Regions from separate parts of the Mus musculus genome. Here regions 2, 3, 4 and 5 are each linked to region 1. Evidence: chromatin contacts called from public Hi-C and promoter capture Hi-C data. All regions are on one chromosome and are shown on one strand. Each heading gives the region's core, a stretch centred on a gene start, on an enhancer-like site or on the middle of the called end of the contact. The rest is flanking DNA. Distances are from core to core; before and after follow the strand shown.

Evidence for each region. Promoter capture Hi-C pulls out the DNA fragments that hold promoters and counts their contacts. Hi-C and Micro-C count contacts between places; a contact is called where the count stands out from the background. Capture Hi-C pulls out chosen DNA fragments and counts their contacts.
Region 2: a contact with region 1 is called in a Hi-C map of B cells, with 5 read pairs. The contact joins the promoter of Kcnn4 here to the promoter of Rab4b in region 1. A contact is called at or near these places in 2 of 39 promoter capture datasets (erythroid cells and hippocampal neurons), 1 of 484 Hi-C or Micro-C datasets (B cells) and 1 of 115 datasets of contacts at active chromatin or transcription factors (astrocytes).
Region 3: a promoter capture Hi-C map of adipose tissue shows a contact between it and region 1, with 2.5 times the contacts expected there. The contact joins the promoter of Zfp260 here to the promoter of Rab4b in region 1. A contact is called at or near these places in 1 of 115 datasets of contacts at active chromatin or transcription factors (astrocytes) and 2 of 9 other capture datasets (adipose tissue and liver).
Region 4: a contact with region 1 is called in a promoter capture Hi-C map of second pharyngeal arch cranial neural crest. The contact joins the promoter of Zfp109 here to the promoter of Rab4b in region 1. A contact is called at or near these places in 3 of 39 promoter capture datasets (the 3T3-L1 cell line, cranial neural crest and second pharyngeal arch cranial neural crest).
Region 5: a contact with region 1 is called in a Hi-C map of B cells, with 7 read pairs. The contact joins the promoter of Zfp94 here to the promoter of Rab4b in region 1. A contact is called at or near these places in 4 of 39 promoter capture datasets (cranial neural crest, hippocampal neurons, pre-B cells and 1 more), 1 of 484 Hi-C or Micro-C datasets (B cells), 2 of 115 datasets of contacts at active chromatin or transcription factors (astrocytes and large pre-B cells) and 1 of 9 other capture datasets (liver).

Annotation. Positions count from the first base shown.
Region 1 is chr7:27,175,351-27,180,633 of GRCm38.p6, reverse strand. Rab4b (RAB4B, member RAS oncogene family) reads left to right here and starts at 1,751. Exons shown (of 8, transcript NM_029391.2): 1 at 1,751-1,907; 2 at 4,396-4,476; 3 at 4,741-4,855. The coding sequence starts at 1,892. Mia (melanoma inhibitory activity) reads left to right here. Exons shown (of 4, transcript NM_019394.3): 3 at 355-465; 4 at 800-893. The coding sequence ends at 823. Mir3101 (microRNA 3101) reads left to right here and starts at 4,541; the gene lies at 4,541-4,628.
Region 2 is chr7:24,367,248-24,372,062 of GRCm38.p6, reverse strand. Kcnn4 (potassium intermediate/small conductance calcium-activated channel, subfamily N, member 4) reads right to left here and starts at 1,800. Exons shown (of 9, transcript NM_008433.4): 1 at 1,468-1,800. The coding sequence starts at 1,626.
Region 3 is chr7:30,091,730-30,096,956 of GRCm38.p6, reverse strand. It overlaps Zfp260 (zinc finger protein 260), which reads right to left and starts at 1,881. Exons shown (of 3, transcript NM_011981.4): 1 at 1,746-1,881.
Region 4 is chr7:24,234,760-24,240,080 of GRCm38.p6, reverse strand. Zfp109 (zinc finger protein 109) reads left to right here and starts at 2,483. Exons shown (of 4, transcript NM_020262.3): 1 at 2,483-2,998; 2 at 3,406-3,463. The coding sequence starts at 3,449.
Region 5 is chr7:24,313,968-24,318,769 of GRCm38.p6, reverse strand. It overlaps Zfp94 (zinc finger protein 94), which reads left to right and starts at 2,104. Exons shown (of 6, transcript NM_001199321.1): 1 at 2,104-2,251; 2 at 4,359-4,420. It also overlaps the pseudogene Gm44513.

The DNA of each region.
Region 1 (5,283 bases), core at 502-3,001:
CCATATGAAGGGAAGATTTGGGGGGAGGGGAAAACGAGATTTGGGGGAAGGAAGGACATTTTATTACTTATTGCATTTTTTTTTTTTTTCTTTAGAAATTACAGAGAAGCTTAGCGCCAAAGCTCTTTTTCATACCCGGGATACAACAGTGAACAAAGGGGTAGAGGCAGGCAACCAGCAAGCCATCAAAAGTGGCAGCAAACATGACATTGTGAGGATTAGTTGTAGTGGCAACATTCTATCCATGAGCAAATGGCATTTAAGCTGAGATTCAAGTAAGAGGGAAGATTGTACACAGGCGTTCAGCAAGCATAAGTGCCGTTTCCCCAGATGGACTTTTAACTTCTTCTCCAGGTTCAGGGAGGTTACTATGGAGACCTGGCAGCCCGCCTGGGCTATTTCCCCAGTAGCATTGTCCGGGAGGACCTGACTCTGAAACCTGGCAAAATTGATATGAAGACCGATGTGAGTGTCTTGGGGGTGGAGGTGGGAGTAGGATGATAGTTCCTTTATTTGCTTACCTGTTTATGAGAAGTAATTATTTTTGTTGTTGGTATGTACCCAAGCTGGCCTCAAAATCACTAGCCTCCAGTTTCAGCCTCCTGAGGGCTGCTGAGTTTACAGGCCCTGCCCAGTGCTGAGTGATCTCTAATTGGGAAATGGCAGAGGGTGCAGTACTGGAAGCTAATGTGTTCATTTCTGGGTGATCAAACCTAGTCCTTGCAGCTATAACTTTGTTAGAACCACTAGGCGCATTGCAATGTCATCACTGGTTGGTTTTCTATCTACTCTTTTTCAGCAATGGGATTTCTACTGCCAGTGAGCTCAGCCTACCGCTATCCCTGCAGTTACCCTTCCGGCTCTATGCAAATACAGCAGCCAATGGCAAACTATTTGTCTCTTTGGTTTTTGGGGTTGGGTGGGTATGTGCAAAGAATGTTTCACGGGTTTCTGAATATAGCCAATTAATGCCCTGAATGTTGTAACGTCAGTGGCTACTAGGCAGAATTTCACTTTGCAAGCCCTTTGCTCCAAGGTAAGGTTTGGGACCCCCAAGCAAGGGGGTAAACAGTACAATATATGTACGCTTTCCTCTCTTTTAAAGGGAGTTGAATCATTGGTATGAGCCAATAGATCCCGAGAAGCGCATAGAACGTACAGTTTTTTTGTTTTGTCTTTGTTTTGAGGGTTTCTCTATGTAGGCCCTGACTGTTCTGAAACTCACTATGTAGACCAGGTTGGCCTTGAACTCAGCGATACATCTGCCTCTGCTTCCTGAGTACTGGGGTTGAAAGCATGCGCGACCCCAGAGCCCGACCAACAGAGGTTTTTCTTGTAGATAGGGATAAATGTGCGCGTGTCCTCAGCTTTCCTCTTTCCGGTCTATGGGGTTAGAAATTACACTCAGCAGCCTGAGATCCATTCTTCCAACTCTGTCCATCCTGCCCTTGCTCCTTCTTGGCATTCTTGTCCCCGCCCCGTGCCTACGTATAACCAATACGGAGTCTAGTCTCTGCTCCCCGATATTTGACCAAATCCGTTCCACCGCTAGGGCAGCATCTCTGCCTCCGCCCTCTCCCACTTGCTCCACCAATCGCTCTTCTATGTCACGCCCCTTTTGACTCGGCCCCTCTCATGCCACCAATCCGCGCCGCTTATCCCGCCCACTGCCTCCTGAATCCACCAATCACTGCGTTGGGCGAGCGTGGCCTGGTATCCGCAGCTCCGGAGGCTCGCGCGGGAGGGGGGGGGGCGGTGAAGGCGGAAGTGGCGGCGCCGGGTCCAGAAGTGGAAAGGAGCTGAGGCTGCAGCCCGAGTGGAGCGGCTGCCAGCCGAGGAACAGGCGCGGCTGCGGCGCCATATTGCGGCCCTCAGCGGTCGCCACTGAGCCATGGCCGAGACCTACGGTGAGGCTGATGGGCCGAAGCAGGGGGGGCTGGGCCCGTAGTGGATGTGGATGTGGAAGTGGGGCGGGGCTTTCTGGTCAGGTGGGCGGGGTCTGCCCGGATACGGGGCAGGGCTAAGTGGGTCTGGGGCTGAGCTAATCGATTTGGGTGGAGCTTGAAGAGGCCGCTGTACGGGTTAAAAAGATCTAGGGCGGGATTTAAGGGACCTAGTCTTGGTAGATTAGGGTAGGGGGTAGGCCTTGAAGAGGGAAGCAAGCCTTCCTGGGCGGAGCATGAGTGGATAGGGCGGGGCTGACGGTGACCAGCAAGGGTCAGGTTTTATGGACTACAGAGAGAGCCTCACAGATGCTGTGCACCCTGCACACTCTGTGGGCTGATCTGGTTTGAGAGGGCTGGAGTGATGTTCTTGAGTTATAGATTTGAAACTTAGCGTCAAGAAATGCGGCATAAGTTTAAGGATAGAGGCCAGGGGTTCTGGACAGAGGATGGGGAGACAAGGTTCAGAGTTAGGCAATCAGTATGGATGTACAGTGTCAGGTGGGTAGAGGTAGGTTGGAAGGCAGTAGAAATCTCTGACGACAATCAGAGACAGCTCCATTCATTGAACACTCATAGAAAAGCCACAGAATCTGGTGCACACTTACCAGAGGAGGTAACCAGTTTAGGACATAGGCCCAACGTCAGAGGCCTTGACAGAGTGAATGAGTGAGAGGGGGTAGGAGGTGAAGTGAAGAGGAATGGAGGTCAGATTTAATTCTTGTTGAAATGGCTTTTGAAATGCATCAGGTAAGGTCTTGCATTGTGGAGACCTTTAGTTTGGGTTTGTAGCTTAGCTGTGCCTAGCTGTGTAGTCTTGCTTTCGTCAGTTAACCTCTCTGGCCTCATTTTCCTAGTCTGGAAAGTAGAAGTCCTTAGTATACTTCCTTCTTTCCTTTTTAAATATTTATTTAATGTATATGAGTACATTGTAGCCGTATTCAGAGCCACCAGAAGAGGGCATTGGATCCCATTATAGATGGTTGTAAGCCACCATGAGGTTGCTGGGAATTGAATTCAGGACCTCTGGAAGAGCAGTCATTGCTCTCAACTGCTGAGCCATCTCTTGAGCTGTATAATTTTATCTTTAGAGCTTTATTTATGATTAAATGAGTCTTTAGGACTGTGATGGGCATGTATATGGTAAACACTATATAAAAATAATTTTGTGTGCTATAACCCTCTCATTTGGGAAACCGAGGCAGGAAGACTGCTTCAAGTTAGAGGTCAGCCTGGACTACAGAGTAATACTCTTTTTCTTTTCTTTCTTTCTTTCTTTCTTTTTTTTTTTAAGACAGGGTTTCTCTGTGCAGTCCTGGCTGTCTTGGAATTCACTCTGTAGACCAGGCTGACCTCGAACTCAGAAATCCACCTGCCTCTGCCTCCCAAGTGCTGGGATTAAAGGCGTGCGCCACCACTGCCTGGCCAAAGTAATACTCTTAAAATAAGAAAAAGAGAAAGAAAGAAAAGTGCAGTGTGCTGGCACTTCCAGCAGTGGGTAGGCTGGGGCAGCAGGATTGCAGTTCAAGACCAGATAGTGAGTCCCTGAGTAGGAAAAAGACAGACAGACAGACAGACAGCAGTGGGTAGGCTGGGGCAGCAGGATTGCAGTTCAAGACCAGATAGTGAGTCCCTGAGTAGGAAAAAGACAGACAGACAGACAGACAGACAGGAAGGAAGGAAGAAAGTAGAGGATGGCAGCACAGTCTTTTAGAGGCTGAGGTAGGAGGAGTGCTTGGAGTTTGAGGACAGCGAGGTTAGTCTGGAATACATAGTGAAGCTTTGTTTCGAATATCAGTAATAATAATGAAAAAAGAAAAAAGAGTCCTCTTGAGCCCAGTAGTGGTGCACACCTTTAATCCCAGCGCCCAGGAGGGCAGAAGAGGCAGGGGAATCTTTGAGTTTCAGGCCAGCCTAGTCTACAAAGTGAGTTCCAGGACAGCCAGGGCTATACAGAGAAACCCTGTCTCAAAAAAAAAAAAAAAAAAAAAAAAAAAATCATCTTGGGCTAGGTTGGCTAGCATGCAGGATTTCCCAAGTTCTATCAACAGCCCTGCAGACTTCTGGATTTTTTTCTTTTTTTAAGTTTTCCTGTTTTCTTTTCTTTCTTTCTTTTCTTTTTTTAAATGCATGCTGTATTTATACTTTTGTGTAAAAGTATACTTTTTTATTATTATACATAAGTACACTCTAGCTGTCTTCAGACACACCAGAAGAGGGCATCAGATCTCATTACAGATGGTTGTGAGCCACCATGTGGTTGCTGGGATTTGAACTCAGGACCTCTGGAAGAACAGTTAGTGCTCTTACTTGCTGAGCCATCTCACCAGCCCAAAAGTATACTTTTTTGTATTTATACTTTTGTGTATACTTTTCCTTCTGACTTTCTGTTTCTTCTCTTATTCCCTTTGTCTTTCTCTCCCTCTGGATATCTTCGGCACCATCTGCTCAGACTTCCTCTTCAAATTCCTGGTGATTGGCAGTGCTGGAACTGGCAAATCATGTCTTCTCCACCAGTTTATTGAGAATAAGTGTGAGTTTCTGGCAGGACCCTGGAACTGCGGATGTGGTCATGGTGTGGGTCAGTGGGGCAGCAGGTGGGGTAGGTAGCAGGTACCATTGACTAAAGCTAGTACTATAGGCTTGCCTCTAGCTTTGGTGGATGGTCTTTGCTAAGTTCTCTGCCAACCCAGCAGTGAGAATTGGGGTACAGAAAAGGAGGAAGAGGTCTGCAGGATGGGGGGGATTCCAGGAGCCCCTGCACTGCCCCCCCACCCCGTTTCCCTCCTACTCTCAGTCAAACAGGACTCCAACCACACTATCGGCGTGGAGTTTGGATCCAGGGTGGTCAACGTTGGGGGGAAGACTGTGAAACTACAGATTTGGGACACTGCTGGCCAGGAGCGGTTTCGGTAGGTAGCCTGGGTTCCCAAGGAGGGGAGAGGGAGGAAGGGGAAGAAAGGTGTGTAGTAAGAAGGTAATGATGAAGTAAGAGCAAAGAGATGCTGAGCAGGGCAGGCAGATGGGGGGTGGGGCAGGGGAGGGGGTGGGCATATTCAGCTCCTGGAGAATCTAGTCTCAGCATATCAGCAGCTTTTAATTAAGTTATGTGTAGATTGAGATTATGTGAGGTATGGAGAACCCAGAGACAGAGAGAGGGTGAAGGAGAAGACAGGCATGTGACAAGGCCTACATTCACAGTAACTGTACGCATCCCTCAAGATTGGTGACAAAGGGAGTTGGCCTGCCTCAGACATCAGGGAGGGACAAGTAGAGGTTGTATAGCACTTGGTCAGGACAGGCAGATGGGAGATAATCAGAAAATGCTCCCTGAGTGAAT
Region 2 (4,815 bases), core at 551-3,050, 2.8 Mb after region 1:
TCTCCGTCCCCCACCTTGTTTGGATTTATTTCAGTTTTTGAGATAAGGTCTGTGTAGCCCAGGCTAGCCTCCAACTCAGTATGTAGCTTAGGCTGGGCTTAACCTTCTGATTCTCTTGCCTGCCGCCCCCCCCCAGCCTCCCTCCCCTGACTTCTCTAGTGCTTGGATCCATTGCCTGGTGAGATTTTTTGAGGCTCTTCCTGCAGACTCTTGAGCCTGAACCCCAAGTCTCCTCTTCCACAGGGATGAAGGATTTCAAACCACAGTAGACCACTATCTGGTGAGTGGTGCCTTCTGGGGGTAATGGCACTTCTGTATGGTAAGGGTGGGGTGAAGGCTCCACTCCCCACAGTCTCCTCTGTCAGTTACTTCAGAGCACTGCCTGGTGGCACTGGGTAAATGGCAGTGGCTAGATAAGGAGCAAGGAGACGCCTAATGACAACGTCTTTCTCCCTTGCCAGCCCTCCCTTCACCAGAGCTAGGCTATCAAGGATCAGCCTTGTATGGGCCTCAACAAGGCCCAGACCCCCAGTGGTCTGTCTGATAACACTTACCCAAAGGCTAACACTGAGAACTGTCTCCCATGTGTGCGTACGTGTGTGTGCGTGTGTGTGTGTGTGTGTGTGTGTGTGTGTGTGTGTGTGTAGGTTGGGGGGAGCTGGGGGGAGGACGATATCACACTAGCTCAGGTTTCAGGGGTACAGACCCCCCATCTACCTCCATCACATCCAGGGGTCCAGACCCAGCCTTCTTCTCTTAGACCTTAAGAAGTGTAAGACCTCAGTTCTCCTCCCTTAGACCCAGGAGTCCAGACCAGCTCTCTTCTCCCACACCCAGGGGTGCAGACCCCAACCTTTCTCCCTCACACCCCAGCTCTCCTCTCTTCTTCACACCCCGGGGTGGAAGATGCCAGCCTTCCTCCCTCATGCCCAGGAGTATAAGATCTCCTAGCTTTGCTCTCTAACACTCAGGGGTGTAAGACCCCAGTCCCCTTCCCTCACACTCAGGGGTGCAGACTCCAGCTCTCTTCCCTCAGATCCAGGGGATCAGACCCCAGCCCTCCTCCCTCAGACCCAGGGGTCCAGACCCTAGCCCTCCTCCCTCAGACCCAGGGGATCAGACCCCAGCCCTCCTCCCTCAGACCCAGGGGTCCAGACCCCAGCCCTCCTCCCTCACACCCAGGGGTGCAGACCCCAGCCCTCCTCCCTCACACCCAGGGGTGCAGACCCCAGCTCTCTTCCCTCAGACCCAGGGGTGCAGACCCCAGCCCTCTTCCCTCAGACCCAGGGGTGCAGACCCCAGCCCTCCTCCCTCACACCCAGGGGTGCAGACCCCAGCTCTCTTCCCTCAGACCCAGGGGTGCAGACCCCAGCCCTCCTCCCTCAGACCCAGGGGTGCAGACCCCAGCCCTCCTCCCTCACACCAGGCTCCCCGTCCCTTCCCTGCTCGGTGGAAGGCCCCACTCACCTTGCAGCCCAGGAACCACAACATCTCAGCGTGCAGAACCATGAGTCCGATGCCAGTTCCCGCCAGCACCAACGCCCAGCCGGCCACCCTCTTCTCCTGCTCCAGCAGGCGCTTTCTCCGTCTCAGGGCCCCCAGGCCAGTCACCAGCTCCCCGCCCATGGCCCCTGAGGTCTTGGGGCTCAGCCAGCTTCCTGCCCAGGGTCCCCCACCTCTCAGTACGCAAATGGCAGCCAGCTTGGCTTCCAGGCCAGCGGCCTGTTCTGCTCACTCTGGGACTTTTGCTGGAAGGCACAGCCTAGCCCTGTGCCCTCTGGGGAGTGGTAACTGCAGCAGGCAGGGCAGGGCGGGGAGGGACGGGGAGGTCCCTGGGTAGGGGGAGGCTGGCTATCCCATTCCCTTCTAAGACTAAGGAGGGGCTGGGGTGTGTCTTGTGGTCCCGGGCAAGGAAGAAGAGTTCATCCACGTGGGCAAAGACACACTGACACAATAGGTTGTGACTCTCCAACCGTTTGCACTCTGTGGTACACACCTAAAACCCCCACCACACCCAGACACCACAGAGCACCCTATGACAGACCGGAGACGGAGCCCAACACACCAGCACACACCACACAACCTCCACAGAAGTGACTCACACTCCTGAAAGTTCAGAAACCCACAGCCACACCCAGACACCACACACACACATGGTGTGACACACGCCAGCACTTAGCAGGGCAGCAGCGTCCCATTGCACACGGGGCCACCCAAAGGTTGAGCTCACGCAGTCACACATTCAAAGTGGGGCGGGGGAGGGGCTGGAAAGTCAGGCACAGCGAGTGAAAGTGAGCGCTCCTCTCCAGAGGAGTATAACTTCCGTTTCTAGCACCTACTTGCTGGGTGGGTGGCTTGAAACCACCTGTAACTTCAACTCCAGGAGATGACGCCCTTTTCCTGGTTTTTGGGAGCCCCTGACACATGTGGCTGATATTCACATACATGCATGCGCATAAAAAAAAATAAATCTTAAATGATAATTTTTAAGTGGGACCAGGGATGGAGTGCAGCTGTTAGTGGGCTCCTTTGAATCACAGACTCTCTGAGGTAGATCCCAGCATGGCATAAAGTGGGCAATGGTGCATGCCTGACTCTTGGTACTAGGAAACTGGGGCCAGGAGGATCAGCAGGTCTCAATCATTGTCAACTATGAGTTCAAGGTCTGCCTGGGCCACATGAGACCCTGTTTCCAAAACCAAAACCAAGTAAAACACTATAATATTCTACGATACAAAGAGCTAAGCATCAACGACCACACGGGACATGTACCAGGAGCCACACAAATACACAGCAGGTCTGAGCACACCAATTTGTAAGAATCACCAGGCACAACACACATGCGTCAACAGACACACAAGGGGGTGTGAATGTGAAACACAGAGAGATGCCCCATATGTGTAAACACCTGTGGTGGCAGACACTGTCATCCAGCGCCCAGAAAACAGGAAATGCACACTAGCTCACATCATTGTGTGTGGGACTCACACACACACACACACACACACACACCTGACATTGATCCTGACATACACTGGTGCACTTGACACTCTGCATACCTTAGCACAGAGAACAGTCAATGGAAGTGTGCAAGCAACGCCTACCCAGCGTTGGACATTCTAGGACATTCTAGCCACACAGGACACAGTCCAGGATGATATGAACCCTTTGGAGGGGATGGGGTTGGATTCGGACCCACAAGAACACCAACGTCCAGATTAGCACACCATCAATCCAACATCACGCACAATACACATACCCGTTATACTCCCATGTGCATGGCCACACAAACACCACACTCAGGGAAGAGAAAGGCCCTCAGCGTGGGCATATATCCTGATATAAGTAACAGAGCTATTTCACTGAGTCAGACTGGGTGTTACATGCACATTTACACACACACACACACACACACACACACACACACACACACACGCCACGAATGCATGCTCAAGCACAAATAAGACTAAAATAAAACAAGTAGTTAAAAAAAAAAAACCGTAGGTGCACAGGCACATACCTGCAACCCCAGCCCTGAGTGGGGAGATGATGTAGTCAGATGGGTGGAGCCATTCTAATCGAATCAGTGAGTTCCTGTTGGTGTGAAAGACGAAGTTTCCAAAAAATGAGGTGCAGGACTAGTGACAAGACTCATGGGGTTTAAGGGCACTAACTGAGTTCAAATCCCAGAGCCTGTATGGTGGAAGGAGAGAACAGACCCCTGCAGGTTGTCCTCTGACTTTCTTGTGTGTATCATGGCACATGCACACAGTGCATAAACACACAAGGTGCAGAGCAATTGAGGAAGCTATTCTTATATCAGCCTCTGATCTCCACAGACAAGCACACTCTGTGCACCCTACTCCAACACAGCACACACACACACTCACACACACACACACACACACATACTTACACACATGAACTCACACTCACACACAGCACACACACACACACATACACACTCACACACACACTCACACACACACTCACACACATACACACATACACACACACATACTCATACACACACATACTCACACACACATACACACATACTAACACACACACTCACACACACATACACACACATACTCTCTCTCTCTCTTACACACACACACACACACACACACACACACACACACACACACACACACCACAAGAGATAAAACAAAGGCACACGGTGAACGTGACTCTGGGAATAGGATGTTGTGTGAGACAGAGATTCAAATAGGGACACACAACAAAGAAAGCAGACACATGGGTCTACACACCATGTGCCAGGTCCTTAAATGCTCCCAAGCATGCCAACACACACGACACAATGGGGACACCAAGACAGGTCACAAAGGGATCTTGTAACATAGGGTTTCACCTCACGGTCCCCAAGCTCAGAGAAACGCTCAGTTACAACTCCTTCCCACTCTGTGTCCTGTGGCATCGAGGACTATGCACCCGCCAGCTACAGAGAAATGAGATACCCGTGGACAGACATGCCTGGCACCAATGCTACCCACACAGACACGCCCGGAGACTCCCAAACACACACACACACACACACACACACACACACACACACACACACACACGCCCAGTGACAGAAACACACCCCGTGGGGGTGCCCCACCCCATGGCACACATGCTGATCCCACTCAGTGACACATGGCTGGAGAAGGATGGAGTCACACCCAGTCACACCCGGACACCACACGTGTGTCTACTTGGAGAAAAGGCTGCAGCTGGGGACTCCTCATGCTGCCACCCAGGAATCCCTGCCTGCTTGCTGCCTGGAACCTGCAGCCATCTCTGCTTCCT
Region 3 (5,227 bases), core at 632-3,131, 2.9 Mb before region 1:
CCAGAGTTCAAATCCCAGCAACCACATGGTGGCTCACAACCATCCGTAACAAGATCTGACTCCCTCTTCTGGAGTGTCTGAAGACAGCTACAGTGTACTTACATATAATAAATAAATAAATCTTTAAAAAAAAAAAAAAAAAAAAAAGAATTTATTAAAAAAAAATTTTTTTTTGGATTTTTTTTTCAAGACAGGGTTTCTCTGTGTAGTCCTGGCTGTCCAGGAACTCACTCTGTAAACCAGGCTGGCTTCGAACTCAGAAATTCGCCTGCCTCTGCCTCCCAAGTGCTGGGATTAAAGGTGTGTGCCACCATGCCCGGCTTAAAAATAAATTCTTTAATGGAAAAAAAAAAAAAGAAAATAAAGAAAAGAAAAAAGAAAAGAAAAACATGTTTTAAAAAGATGTGTGACAAGCTAGGCAAGGTGGCGCACACCTTTAATCCCAGCACTCAGGAGGCAGACGCAGTTGGAACATCCTAGTTTGGAGCAGCTTAATCTATAGAGCGAATTCCAAAACAGTTAGGGCCACACTGAGACTACCCTGACTCAGAAGGAAGGAAGGAAGGAAGGAAGGAAGGAAGGAAGGAAGGAAGGAAGGAAGGAAGGAGGGAGAAATGAAAGCAAAACGATGATGAGCCAGCTATAACAGCGCATGCCTTTAGTCCCAGCACTTGGGAAGCCTATCTCGAGAGTTCCAGGACAAGCAGGACTATGAACGCAGACCATTTTTTGTTGTTTGTCATGTTTTAAAGACTGACCAAAAACTACTCAGAAGAAAATCTGTATGTTAACAAAAGCTACTTGGTATGGATAAATCTGGACAAATTAGGAGTCTTAATTTGGAGCTGAAGGGATTGCTCAGTGGATAAGAACACTGGCTGTTCTTCCAAAGGACTCTAGTTCAACTCCCTGTACCCACATGCCAGCTCACAACTGTCTATAATTCCAGTTCCAGGGGATCCAATGTCTTCTTTTGGCCTCTGCAGGTTCCACGTACACATATATTCAGGCAACACACACACACACACACACACACACACACGAGCCCTGTCCTTTGACAAATCAGAGTGCTAAATTAAATAGCTTTCTTGACCTCTCTGTGCTAAAGGGGGGACAATTAATTACCTTACTGATTCAATCCCATCTGCAGCAGTGAAAAGTACATTCTAAGGGCTAGTCCGTAAATTTGGGACTACTCAAAACTAGCTCATCTGGTTTTTCCAAGTAGCAAGTTAATGCCTACAGATGTGTAGGCATCCAATAACGAGTTATTGGAAATCTTTGTTACAAAGAATATTTTTCAAAGGAACGTTGGTTTCATTTTTTTACTGTAGACTTGTTTTGATTTTTAAAAACCAGGTTTAAAACTACTCACTCAATTATCTTTTTCCCTTTCCTGTTTTCCAGAAGAAAAAAAAACACCTCGTTTTTATTTTTAAAATAAATGCGACATGTATTAGAAAACCACCCCTGTATTTTTACAAACTTGAAACCAGTTTCTCGCTCACTCGAAACAAACCAAAACACACCCTTACACGTATGCTCACCCCGCCCGCAAACCCACCCCGGTTTCTGATCTCCCCAGCCCCCATCCACCCAAGTTCTCAGCTCCACCATCACAGTAGGCGTTTTCGCCCCTTCAGGCATCCTCGCCCGGGCAGGTGGGTAAACCCTCCCCCACAGCTCCTTTGCCTTTACTCAGTCTGGGAAAATCCCGGTCCTACAGACCCCGAAATCAAACTCACCCAGACAAAGGCGACGATGGCGAGCCACGAAGCCTGCGCCTGCGCACTCCTTCAGTGAGCTAGCACTCCCAGAGGTCTCTGCCCACCAGGGCTCTGAACTAGAGGATCTTTTTCCATTCTAGTCTCTCTCTTTCGCTCTCTTTTTAACTGTGAACTACATTTCCCAGAAGTCTCAGGGGTTCTAGTTAATTTCCCCTCCACTCTCCCGAGAACTTTTCCCAGTGGATAAGTAGTAAAAGGTTGGAACTCAGATACTACCACTTTTACACTGTGTTACCGCAAAGGACAATGGTGTGCCAAGGTGTGTAATGAGTGCAGCTTAAACTCACAGAATAGGCTTTTCCTTGCCTCCAGGGCGAGATTCCCAGTAAGGCGCAATCCTCTGGGTTTTACGGGAGAGGACGCCATCTTGGCCACCGTGGCGCACTGCTGAACTACATTTCCCAGAAGGCATCTCAGGCTGATAGTTGGCAGCTCTGCAGAGAGTTGTATCAGACTCTGGTGTTAAGGAAGCGATTGCTACAGTATCACAAACTGAAGCCAGGCTGGAATTGAGACTGATAATTGGGTTCAGACTAAACAATCAGGAAAATGAACTATTGTGAAATTGTAATTTTTGTAGCCGTATGTCCTAGGGTTGTGACAGTGTGTAACAATGTGGAAAGCAGTATGCAGGTGAGTTGTGGGGTCCTGTGGGAGGTTTGTTAATGCGTTACCTGAGTGTTAGGTCCCAAAACTGGGGCAAATGGCTGAGATGCCTGTTAACATATCAAAGCAGCTGATGGCCTGGTGAAGGTGTTACAGCTCTAAAGGGAAAGCTATCCTACAGTTGGGAGCCAAGGAATACCACAAAGTCACACCCTACAGCAAACCTCGGGAGAGATGTATTAGGAAAGCCTCAAGAAGTTGGGTGCCTTTGCTTGGGAGAGAATCAACAAAGAACAGAACAGGAGGCAGGCATTATATAGGGTTTGGGGGGAAAGGAGGCGGGGCTTCCAGGGCGGCCTGGGATTCTTCCCCCCGCCCCCGCCCTTTTTTCCTCTATAGAGTGGATCTTGTCTGTATCTCAAGGGGCTGGAAACAGCCTTCTCAGTGGTAGAACAGTCTAGAAGGCTGGCCCTGAATACTCTTGCACATCAAGGGACTGGGCCAGGCCATTAGATTAGTATAGAGGTGGGGCCTGGCTACCTGTGCTTGTCCTGGGCTACCCTGCCTCCTACCCTGAAATCTCCCACCAGAGTTGGGCTGTCCCTTCCCCAGCTTCTCTTCCCTATATAATCTAGCCCGTTTGACCTCTTGTCCACCATGCTTGGTTTTCTGCTCTCCTGACCTCTAGGCTTCTGCCTCTCTCCTTATCAAACAGCCCAGTGTGAAACCAAAAAGGTGCCACCGTGAACTGTGAGCTAAATTCTTGATCCTGGAATATATGACTGTCCTTATGGCTTACCAATATGTCTTACCAGATACCTTCCCAGGTACCCTTTTACATGATACATTCCCACACCCACCCCACACACAGCCTTGAGCCCAGCCCCCCCTTCTGTCCAGATTTTTAACAGCCAGTTATAGCTACAGCTTTATTTATTTATTTATTTATTTATTTAATTGTATGTGAGTACATTGTTGCTCTCTTCAGACATACCGGAAGAGGACATCAGATCCCATTACAGATGGTTGTGAGTTGCTGGGAATTGAATTCAGGAATTCTGGAAGAGCAGTCGGTGCTCTTAACTGCTAAGCCATCTCTCCAGCTCTCTACACCTATTTTCTATCAACCCTAACCCTTCCCCATAAAAGGGACTCCAAGAGCCAATAAGAAGCAGCTCTCTGAAACCCTGACTTCAGGAGAGGCAGCCTACTTGCGGGCTTAGATTTTTTTTTTTTTCAAAACCTACTTTATTTAGGGTTCTTAAACACTTCAACTTCCCTTCTAATCCACCGACCAGAAGCAAGGGAGAAAGGTTAATAGGAAAAGGGAGTCACAGACCCATTTAGAAGTAGTTTCTCGGGGCAATCCCACTCTTCCTTGTCAGGATTCCAGCAGTCCAGGCCAATAGCAAACACCAAAAATGAATCAGTAGTGGCGGCAAGATCCAGCAGAAACTGCAACTGGCCCAAATCAGAGGGAGCAGCCAGGAGCAGCCGGAATACCACGAGAAGTTCTTTGGTGCATTTCTCTCGACAAAGTGAAGACCAGCGAAGCTTTGTACGGAATAGGAATGCAAGAGCATCCTCTCACTGTTTGTGGGGTTCCATTTATGTTCTTTCTAAACATTATGTGCCTTCTGAAGAGTCTGGTTTCAGCAAAACATCACGTGCCCTCTCATAAGGGAGCTTCCGGAAAAACATCACCTGGCACAATTGAGTCGTCAGAGAAACCAGAAAGTCCCACCTCACAGCAAACACTTTACCAACTCAGCTACCTCTCTGGCAGTCTTTTACAATTTTGTTTTGTATTTATTTCTTTGAGACGAGCTCAAATAGCCAAGCCTGGCCTCAAAGCCCTGCATAGCCTTGAACTCCTGATGCCCCTTATACGTTTAGGAATTATAGTTGTGTCTTACTTTTTTTTTACTTTTTTTTTTTTTCCAGACAGGGTTTCTCTGTAGCCCTGGCTGTCCTGGAACTCACTCTGTAGACCATGCTGGCCTCAAACTCAGAAATCTGCCTGCCTCTGCCTCCCAAGTGCTGGGATTAAAGGCATGTGCCACCACTGCCTGGCTCATTATTAGTATTCTAATTTTAGGAGTCCAGTGATTCCAATCAGAATGGTCTTCTAAAACTTATGAACTGTATTGAGATAATATTAGCAATATAAAGGTTTGCAATTAACAGGCAAAAATATCTTTGGTATATAGATAATTTGTAGAATGTACATAGCCTAACATGGCCTTAAATTCCCTATGTAGCCCAAGCTGGCCTCAAGTTTCTTCTGGTCCACTTACCCCGTAGCCCAGTGCAGGGTTCCAGACATCATTATGCCAACCCAAGCTCTTTGTTGATAAGATTGTCTAAACTTGAGGTCAGAACAGAATATTGAATCTAGAAACATGAATGAATTCACGGAGCATTGGTAATTTATTGTGGCAGTATCCCAGGTCAGTGGGAAAATCGTGGATGACTGAAAAAACAGTATCAGGATAATATAATAGTGTGGGAAATTAATAGGTGGCTGATGTCATCATTGGTTTAGGAATTACAATGTCTCTGCAGAAAACAGAGAGAGACAGAGAGGCAGAGACAGAGAGAGAGACAGACAGAGAGAGAGACAGAGACACACTGAGCCTGGTATGGGCTTTTGAAACCTCAAAGCCCACCCTCCAATAATAACACACCTCCTCTAACATGGCCATATCCCCTAACCCATCCCAGGCAGTTCCATAAACTAATGACTAAGCATTCAAATGTATGAGCCTATGAGCCAGCTCATTCAAATCTCCGCACCCAGCAATCCCAAACTTCACTTCCCTCTAACATGCCTG
Region 4 (5,321 bases), core at 1,234-3,733, 2.9 Mb after region 1:
ATTATGAATTCTGTAGCCAAATGGATGGAACTTGAGTGAGGTAACCCAGAGCCAGAAAGACACATGTGCCATGTACTAACTTATAAGTGGACATTAACCAAGTGCAGGATAACCATGTTATAATCTACAGACCCAAAGACACTGGGTAATAAAGAGGTTCCACGGGAGGGTGTGTGACTCTCTCTCAGAAGGGGAAACTAAATAGTCATCAGAGGTGGATGGAGAGAGGGAACTGGGTAGGAGAGGGGGTGAAGAGGGGAACAGGGATAGTGACCAGGTATGGGGAGAAGATGGGGATGGGAAAGGTCTAGGAGTGAGAATGGAAATTGGTGGGTGGCATTTCTGGTGACTAGCTGGAAGCCTGGGATGGCAAAAATATGGGGAGTCTATAGGGGTGACCCTAGCTGAGATTTCTACCAGAACGGGATAGAACCAGGCTGAAGTGGCCACCTCCTGTACTGGGAGGTAGGACTTCCATAGGAGAGAGGCAGACATCAGTCCACCCACAAAGCCTTCAATCCAAAATCTGTCTTGCCTACGAGACGTACTTGGATAAAGACGGAGTAGAGTCTGGGGGAACAGGCAACCAATGACTGACCCAACTTGAGACCCATCCCATGGGAGAGAGCCAACCCCTGACACTATTAATGATACTCCGCTATGCTTGCAGACAGGAACTTAGCATAACTGTCTCCTCAGAGGCTTCATCCGGCATCAGATGGAGGCAGATGCGCACACTCATAGCCAAACATCAGGCAATGTTCAGGGAGTCTTATGGAAGAGTTAGAGATAGATGTTAGCAAGCCCCGGGGGTCAGCGACACCACAAGAAAACCTACAAAGTCAACAAACCTGGGTCCATGGGGACTCACAGAACCTGGATCACCAACCAGGGAGCATGCACGAGCTGGACCTAGACCCCCCCTACACATTTGTAATAAATGTGCACTTTGGTCTTCATGTGGGTCCCCTAATAAGTAGAGAGAGAGCTATCTCTGACTCTGCTGCCTACCATTGGATTACCTTCCCACTACCTGTCTGTCTTGTTGGGCTGCAGTGGGCGAGGATGTGCCTAGTTCTGCTGGCACTAGATATCCCAGGGCAGGGTGATACAAAAGGGGGGCAGTGAGGGAGGAGGGATTTGTAAGGGTAGAATTGTGCTGAGAGGAGGGAGGGGGCTGTGATTGGGATGTAAAGTGAATTAAAAAACCAATAAATTATTGAAAAAGAGACAGAGGGAGAAAGGGTATAGGGGAGGTGGGGTAAGTAGAGAGGGAGGCAGAGAGAAGTGCCTAGGTGGTGTCTCTTCACAGCAATAGAATGTTGACTCAGATACTCTGTGTTTGACCACTAGGTCATTCCTCCAGCCCCTCACTGGGGGATTCTATGTAGGGACTCTGACTTTGCTGTGGAATCGAGTTCTTATAGTTGTGAAGTAAGTTTTAGCTTTTATAATACAGTATAATATGGGACTTCAATGTTTTAAAAAAGTATCCACAGCTGGTCATGGTGGCCTACCCCTTTAATTCCAACACTTGGGAGGCAGAGGCAGGCAGATCTATGAGTTCGAGGATAGCTGGTCTACACAGGGAGTTCCAGGACAGCCAGGGCTACACAGAGAAACTGTTTAGGAAAAAAAAAAAACAAAAACAACAAAGAAAACAAAACAAAAACAAAAAAAGAAAAGAAAAGAAAACAGTATCTATAGTTGTTGTTCATGAGGGTGTTGTTTGCCTCTATGACGGTGCTCCTCCACCTATTCACCCACTCTGCCTTCCCCCTCTGACATCCCCTACTCTGGGGCATCAAGCCTCCCTCTTCTCCCACTGATGTCAGATGGGGCCATCCTCTAATACATATGTATCTAGAGCCATGGGTCCCTCCATGTGTACTCTTTGGTTGGTGGTTTAGTCCCTGGGAGCTCTGGGTGGTCCAGTTAGTTGATATTGTTCTTCTTATGGGGTTGCAAACCCCTTCAGCTACTTCAGTCCTTCCCCTTGCTTTTCCATTGGGGTCCCCGGGGCCAGTTCGACGGCTGGCTGTATTTGCAGGTGTTGGTAGAACCTCTCAGGAAACAGCCAAACCAGGCTCCTATTAGTAAGTACTTCTTATCATCAGAAATATTGTGGGGATTTGGTGTCTGCAGGTGGGATGGATCCCTAGGTGGGGCGGTCTTTCCTTCAGTCTCTGCTCCATTTTTTTGTCCCTGTTTTTCCTTTGGACAGAAAGATTTCACGGTTTAAAATGTTGAGATGTGAGGATGGCTCCATCCCTCAAATGGGTGTAACCTTTCTAAGGAAGGTTTCTGATGGTGTCCTAGATGTGCTCCAAAGCCAGGCACTTTTGCTGACGCATTCTGGGAACTGTAGTTCCGGCGCCTGTGTAGGTCGAGGTCGCTTCCGCTCCGGGAGGCATGGTTACCTCCGGGTGTGCCAGGGAGGGGAGACGTGGAGGGTCCCGCGCCCCTTCAGGTGCCGCCGTGTTCCCTGAGTGTCCCGTGGGGACAGAGTCTGTGGACCGGGAGAAGCAGGCAGTGGTGGTGGCTGCGGCGGCGACCGGTTCTCTCTAGCTGGGCTCTTCCTGAGGTGGCGCTGCCAGGGATTCCTGGACCCATCTCAGCTGCTCCTGGAGCCCCGGGGAGAGTCTAGCTTCCCATGGGAGCCTGGTAGAGGAGCTGTGGTGACAGATGGCCAGTGTCCTAAAGCCTTAAGTGGTACGCAACTCTGGTTTTGATGTGACTTTTTTTTTTGCATTTATTTATTTGTTTATTTACTTAAAGAGTGGGGCGTGCCACAGCTTATAAAAAGTGGGAGTAGAGTCACTCCTCCACCATGTGGGGTCCAGAGACTCGAATTCAGCTGACCAGGCTCCACCACAGTACATGTACTCCTTGAGCCATATCGCAGGGGCAAAAACTCCCTTTTAAAGAAAGGGTTCAGGTTTTTGTTGGTCCTTATTTCATGCACGCGGGAATGGAGACTTTTTGGAGGCTTTTTCAGGTGAGCGACCTTCACTAGAATGTCAACCTTTTAGTGGTAGAGACAGAGGACTGGGAAGGGGGAGGGATTTCACTCCCGTGTATAGAAACAAGTATGTGTAAAATAGCCATCAAATTAACAGGCCCGTCTGAGAGTGACGGTCAGTTTTGACAGCGTTCATTAGAGAGTTCAGAGCTTAAAGAATTGCTTTTCTAGAAAACCCATCACCACAGGCGGCTTTGTGAAGGTAGGAGTACCCAGTATTCCTGAAGCTTCCAGAAACAGAGAATGTGGTGAGTCTGGTAACCCGGGAGCTTAGTAGAAAAGCCTGGTCAGCGCGCACAGCCCTTGGGGCTGATGGAGAAGCTGAGGAAGCCATGTGGAACAACTGTCCTAGCAGTGTTCTCACGAAGCCCTTCCTCCCCCAGCTTGCTTCCCAGAGCCCTGCCTTGTCTCAAAGAGAAGAGAACAATGACCAAGTTACAGGTAAGTCGGGTTGCTTCCCCCATCCCCACAGTGCTAGGGATTGGAAACAGGACCCCTGCATGCTGAGCAAGTGCTCTGCAGCCACCATAGCCTATTTGACAAGGTCCAGGCCACGGAAGGACCCTGTTCCCAAAACAAACAAAAACCCTAGACAGCACCTGAGGAAGGACACCAGAGGTTGGGCTGTAGCCTGTACATACATGTGTACCCTTGTGTACATATGTACACTCACATGCATGCACACATGTATACACACATGCACACAGAAAACTGCTCACCCTCACTTCCTGCATTGGACTTCCTGAGCATTCATATCCTGAACAACCAGGGAGCGTCTGGCTTCCGCACAGCTTCTGTGGTTGACCCAACTCAGATGATGAAGGAATGAAGAAAGGACAGACACACAGACATGTGTACAGACAAGCTGGGATCGAATGAGCTGTGTGCTCTGATGGAGACTCCCCAGCAGCCCTGAAACTCAGCGCATTTATTAGACACCGCTGAGCACCCAGGAGCCATGATTCAGGAAACTGCAGCATGAATACAAATGCACGGGTATTTTACATGGAGTTCAGCCAAGCTCCCCAGCTACACAGTACCCTCAGCTCCAGGGACTAGACGCTTGTTTTGTTAACAACAGTGGTGATTTTCACACGTAATTTGTAGTCACCAGGTATCCCTGATTCTCTGTATTCTGGCCTAAACTGGACACTTTAAAATTTTTTTGGGTACCTTGGTAAGTGATTAAAAATAGTTTTCTTGAAACTTTCACTTAATTGAATTTTTGTTTTAAAGTTATTATGTATATATCAGTGGAACACTATATATATAAATAAAATGCTTCTATATATATTGTGTGTATATGGACAGAACATTTAACATATATAACATTATATACACATATAATGTTATATAAATGTATAATGTAACCTTTATGGAACACTGTGTGGCCATGATTGGCATAATGCAGACAATGATGTTAGTTTTGTTGGACATATATTGGCTGCTTAATGCATATCATATTGTGTCTAAGGTCCCTCGGTGGACTCATTTAATCCCTTCAGGGATATGTGGAATGGAGATACTGTTATACACATGGGCAAACTGAGGCATTGAGAAGTTGCCAAGTTCTAGATTGTATGAAATTGACACAAAACCAGCCGGTACAGCCTGTTAGATGGACAGGGCTCAGGGCTTAATGATTGATTCAGACTTGAGTGCCGTCTGCCAGATACTCCTGGGCACACAAGCGTTTCATAAATTGGAGAACTTTTGGATTTGGGAACATTTGCATAGACTTTGCTAATAAAGGATTCTGAATCTGAAATTCATAATCTTGCTCAGCGCTAAGCATTCTAAGTGATGTCATCACTCATGAAATGGGTTTCAGAGCGCTTTGGATGAAGGTAAACCCACGCTGTACTGCCCAGGAGGAGCCGGGCATTGCCAGCTCCATTACATTGTCTCAGTGTAAGTCAGCACGTTACTCCCCACAGGGCTTGGTGCGCCCTAACTCTGCAATCCATGACTTCCCATTTAGTAGCGATGGACCTAGTGACGAAGCTGCAGTAATGACGCCAAGTTCCTTCCACAGTGTTTTCTCGTTTTTGTCCCACATCCCCTCTTTAGCCATGGAAAGGGTTGAATAGGTGTACTGCCTGGTGATGTGTGTCAACTTGACACCAGCTAGAGTCAGAAGGGAGGGAGGAGCCTCAGTTGAGGAGGAAATGCCTCCATAGGATCCAGGTGCAGGGCATTTTTTTTAATTAGTGAGTGATGTGGGAGGGCCCAGCCCACCGTGGCTGGTGCCATCCTGGGCTGAAGGTCCTGGTTTATACCAGAAAGCAGTCTGAGCAAG
Region 5 (4,802 bases), core at 855-3,354, 2.9 Mb after region 1:
TTGGGCTTTGTGGCTCCTTCCAAGGCTCGGCTATGTCATTTGCTAAGGGATCACCTGGATTAGTAGTCCTTAAGAAAGCCTGGATTGACTGCAGAACTGCACATCTGTAGTGCCAGGGCCCGCTTATCTTTCAAAATATCCAAACATAGTCTCCCCGACTCCAACTAGGAGGATGAAGATTGGCGCTTTAGGTGCTGCTGTTGGGTACGTGTCTGGAAGGGATAGTTATGCCTAAAAGTCACTCCCTCAAAATTGCAATCCTGGGGCTCCCCTGAAGTGGCCACATGAAAATAACAGGTGCTGCTCTTATTGGGTTCTGCTTTAAAGCCAGGAACTGGTCCTGCCAGAAAACTCTGAGTTTCCCTGATGAGCCTGTGGGGGCACCCCGGCTGTCTTTTGCTACTACTCTGTGGGTTCTTTCTTCCAGCCTTCTCCACCCTTGCAACCCTGTAACACTAGATAAGAGAGGAAAAAGGAGAGGAAAGTGATCCCTAAATAAGGTGGGGGGGGTCAGAAAGGGGGTGATGTTATTGATAGACTACTTCCTGCTGATTAAGGGCATCACATTTCTTGGGGGCAACTTTGATCTCTGCCATTCGTCTTGCTGTTTCTTCTTTGCACAGGACCACTTAACAAACTTTGACCAACAGCAGTCAAAGACCAACAGCTAACAAACTGCCAACAACCCCACTGAACAGCCACCAAAAGCCAACCTACACCCACCCCTCTCTGAAAAGTCCCCCGAATTCTAAACATCACACACGCACAGAAACCACCTGCAGCTGGCAAAATCACGCCTCTGCTAGAGCAGGAGGCAAATCCCAGCTGCTGTGGACCGTCTGAAGCAGCCTCATATTCCTCACCTGGGGCTAAAATCAAAACATTCCTATAGTATTTCTGTTTTTCAAAGAAACCAAAACTCCAAAATTGTCACAACAATCATATCATGTAAAAACTAGTCTTTTTCCTTGCTACTATGTATACCTGTTACAGCATCTCCGCTGTGCCACACACATACGCCGAGATTTTGTTTGGATGAAAAAAACTTTTGCTAGTGGTCCTTTGGGATAATTAAAAACAAACAAACAAACAAACAAACAAACAGACAGACAGACAGACAGACAGACAGACAGGGCTGAGAGATGGTTCAGCAGTTAAGAGCACTGACTGCCAGAGGTCCTGAGTTCAATTCCCAGCAACCACATGGTGGCTCACAACCATCTGTAATGGGATCGGATGCCCTCTTCTAGTGTGTGTCTGAAGCTAGCTTTTTTTTTAATTGTACTTTATTTGTACTCACATAAATAAAAAAAGAAATAAATCTCTGAAAAATAAACAAAACAAAACAAAACAAACAAACAAACAAACAAAAAAAACCAAGCAAACCAAAACTTGTTTCTCCTGTGGATTGATCTAGATTGATGTGGAAGATAGAAGGAAGTGGGGAGAAAACTGGAGGGGCAGGGAGGAGAGTATGAATTATCAATGTACCTGTGGTTACATTGAAGAAGCAGCCTAGCAGGAGGTTAAGTGGATTGTGTGGCTGTGATGTGTAGAGAGAATTTTGGTTTCTTTGAGAAACACAGAAGTATATATTATATACTCAGGTATATAAGGACAACGGTAGGGCCAAATTACCGCCTATGAGGTAAGGACTCTTAATTTTCCAGGGTGAAAAATTTTCCACGTGGGACGTGTCAAGTTCAGAGGCAGCATGGTGTCATGGCACACACGTTAGCCCAGCATTTGAGAGTGTGCAAGACTGAGGCAGGAGGACCATCGTAAATTCAGTATGGATTGTACAGTGCGCACCAGTGTCTCGCAGATTAAATAAAAAGTTCCGCAGAGGGCTAGGGAAGTACCTGCGTGGCGCACACACACACACTCCAGAGAGGCTATATACTAGGAGAAACGAGTGTAAGATCCGCCTCTCCGCATTCACTACCGGAAATGTAGTTCAACTGTTCCACAAACACGCAGGCACCCGGGAGAGCTGACGCGGAGATTTCTGGGAAGTGTCGTCCAGGGTCTCTGCGCATTGCGCGTGCGTCTGTGAAGGCCGGCGGACGCCGAGCATTCTGGGAAGCGTAGTTCAAATTCTCGGAGCATTGCGCGTGCTTCTGTTGTGCGGGCTGATGCGAAGCATTCTGGGAAGTGTTTCCCAGGTGGTTTCTGTTAGCATCCGCTCCCCTTGTCCTCCCTTGAGTCTCCTCTCTCCCACACCTTCCTCGACTGATGCCTGGATCTGGAGGTTTGCAGGGTTGGCGGCGGGCGGCCGTAGGGGAGTCGGCTCCAGGCTGGCGAAAGGGAAGCGCAGGGCGCCCAATGAGCCTCCCTCCATCCCACAGATATCATCGCACTGATAGGGTCTCAGCGCGTGGCTCAGTCAGCCTCCTGCCTCAGCATCCGGTGTGTTGCGATGACAGGTGTGAGCCCTCACACCTTCCTTCACTGCTGTCTGGAATTGGGGTGCGAGGGCCATGTTGATAGTGTTGTTTGAGGCATTGATGTAGCTAGTGTCACCCTGCCCTGAAGGTTCTAGGACTCACACCTACACTGCAGAGAATCGGGATGGGTGGAGATTTGTCGAGAGCCTGTCATGTAGAAGGATAAACGGACACGTCTATGGCTTTCCACGATGTCAGATTTTGCTGAACGACAAGAAAGTCATAAGCTGTGTCAGTTTCGTTGGCTGCAATTTGCCAAGGAATCTCGATTTCTCCTGGTGGTTGGCCATTAATCACAGGTTCTTTTATTCCAAGCTTAACATAGCTAATGATAAATTTCAGACCACGAGTCACCTGGCACACAGTTATACACACTCGTGAGTTTATTATCACAGGATGGATCATTGGAACTGGACTTGGCTCCTGGCATGTGACCAGGCTACTGAGCAGTGTGCCTGCCACATACCGGTCCCTTGGTGAAGAAGTAACGTGATATGGTTGGTGCGCTTATGTTTTATGTTACCAGGCTGGCTTTGAACTCACAGAGATCTACCTGAGTGCTGGGACTAAAGGCTAGTCGATATCTTTTAATAGCACAATTGAGTCGCCTGGCTATGACTGTGTAAACAAGACATGGATTTCTTCTTGGCACTTTTATCCAAGATAGAGTAACTCAGATCAAGACTGTTGCCGCATAAAATTCAAAACTAGTCATAGCCTGAAAGCTGATGGTCCAAACAACACAGCTCCCTGCTCAGCATGCTCCCAAGATGGTTTGATCAGCCGGGCAGTGGTGGCACACACCTGTAATCCCAGCACTTGGGAGGCAGAGGCAGATGGATTTCTGAGTTCGAGGCCAGCCTGGTCTACAGAGTGAGTTCCAGGACAGCCAGGGCTGCACAGAGAAACCCTGTCTTGAAAAACAAAACAAAACAAAAAGCCAAAAAAACCCAAAAAACAAAAAAGGAAAAAAAAGATGGTTTGATCAAGTGTAGCCCCTTACCTCTAACCCTACCCCCATTACAGATTCAGGGGAGGAAGGAGGAAGTGGTGGTCTGTTGACCAAGCATATCTAGGTGCATCAAGCCAAGTGTATTTCCTCCTGTTAAGGCGTAGCCTTTTAAAATACAAGTCTGTTTTATTCTCGCTTTTTCTTTCTAAGACTTTTTGTATGGGTCATATATGTGTACCATTACATGCATGTGTTGATACATATATGCTTCTGAATGCTTTGTACATGAGTGCTGGGATTCAAATTCAGGTTCTCCTGCTTTTCTTTAATAATTTGTTTTCACAATGACAATTTGTGTGTGTGTACACGCGTGCATACTCACATGCAACACTGAGCATGTGCAGGATGGAGGAGACCTCTCAGGAAGAGTCAGTCCTAGAGACTGAACTCAGGCCATCACTTGGTGACAAGTACCTCTCCCTGGAGATCTATTATCACGTGGGCTCTTTACCTTTTGTTTTTATTTCCCCCTGAGATAGTTTTTCCGTGTAACCCTGGCTGTCCTAAAATTTGCTGTTAATCAGGCTGGCTTCAAACCCACAGAGATCCTCCAGCCTCTGCCTCCTGAATTCTGGGTTAAAGGCCTGGGCCTCCACACTTGGCCCTCTCATTAGCTTTTGGGTCTTCTCTGTTAGAGCAGACACGAAAGCTTTGGACCATTCTTTTCAGGAGATCATAATCTCTTCTTGTGAGTACTAATATCTTTCCAGCTGTCCAGCCTCTCACTGGGGGCAGCAGGAGGTCCCTCCGGACCTTCTTTCTGTCCCCACCAATAATGGTTAGCCCTGGACACCTTTTAGGAAGGAGAAGATTGTCTCCAGCTTGGTGGGCAGGAGGGGACAGTTCAACTGCTTTGTCAGGAATGGCCTTCCTATTTCATGGCTTCTCTCCTTCCACAGCCTGATCTCTCAACAAGGACTGAGTGGAAGGTGAGGTCCTGACTCCTTCAGCAAGGCTCCTGGTGAGTGTGGCCTGGCATTGTTGTTGTTGTTGTTGTTTTGAGGTGGAGTCTCCCCATGTAGCCCTGGCTGTCCTGGAATTCCCTCTGTGGACCAGGCTGGCTTCAAACTCAGGGAGTCACTCTTCTCTCCTTCATGTCAGTCCCGATGATGGGATTAAAGATGTATGTCACCACGTCTAGCATGTTTTTCTTATTTTAATGATGAAGTCTTGGTGTCAGGGTCATGAGGGACAATCAAAGAAAGAGGGTCACTCCAGGACGAGATAAGGCCTCGCCGGTGGCAGCAGGGAGGTCCAGCCCCTGACGACTGAACGTCAGACAGCCACGCAGAGGCGTATTTATTTATTGACTGTCACACACAGTTACTTTTAGAGTAAAATAA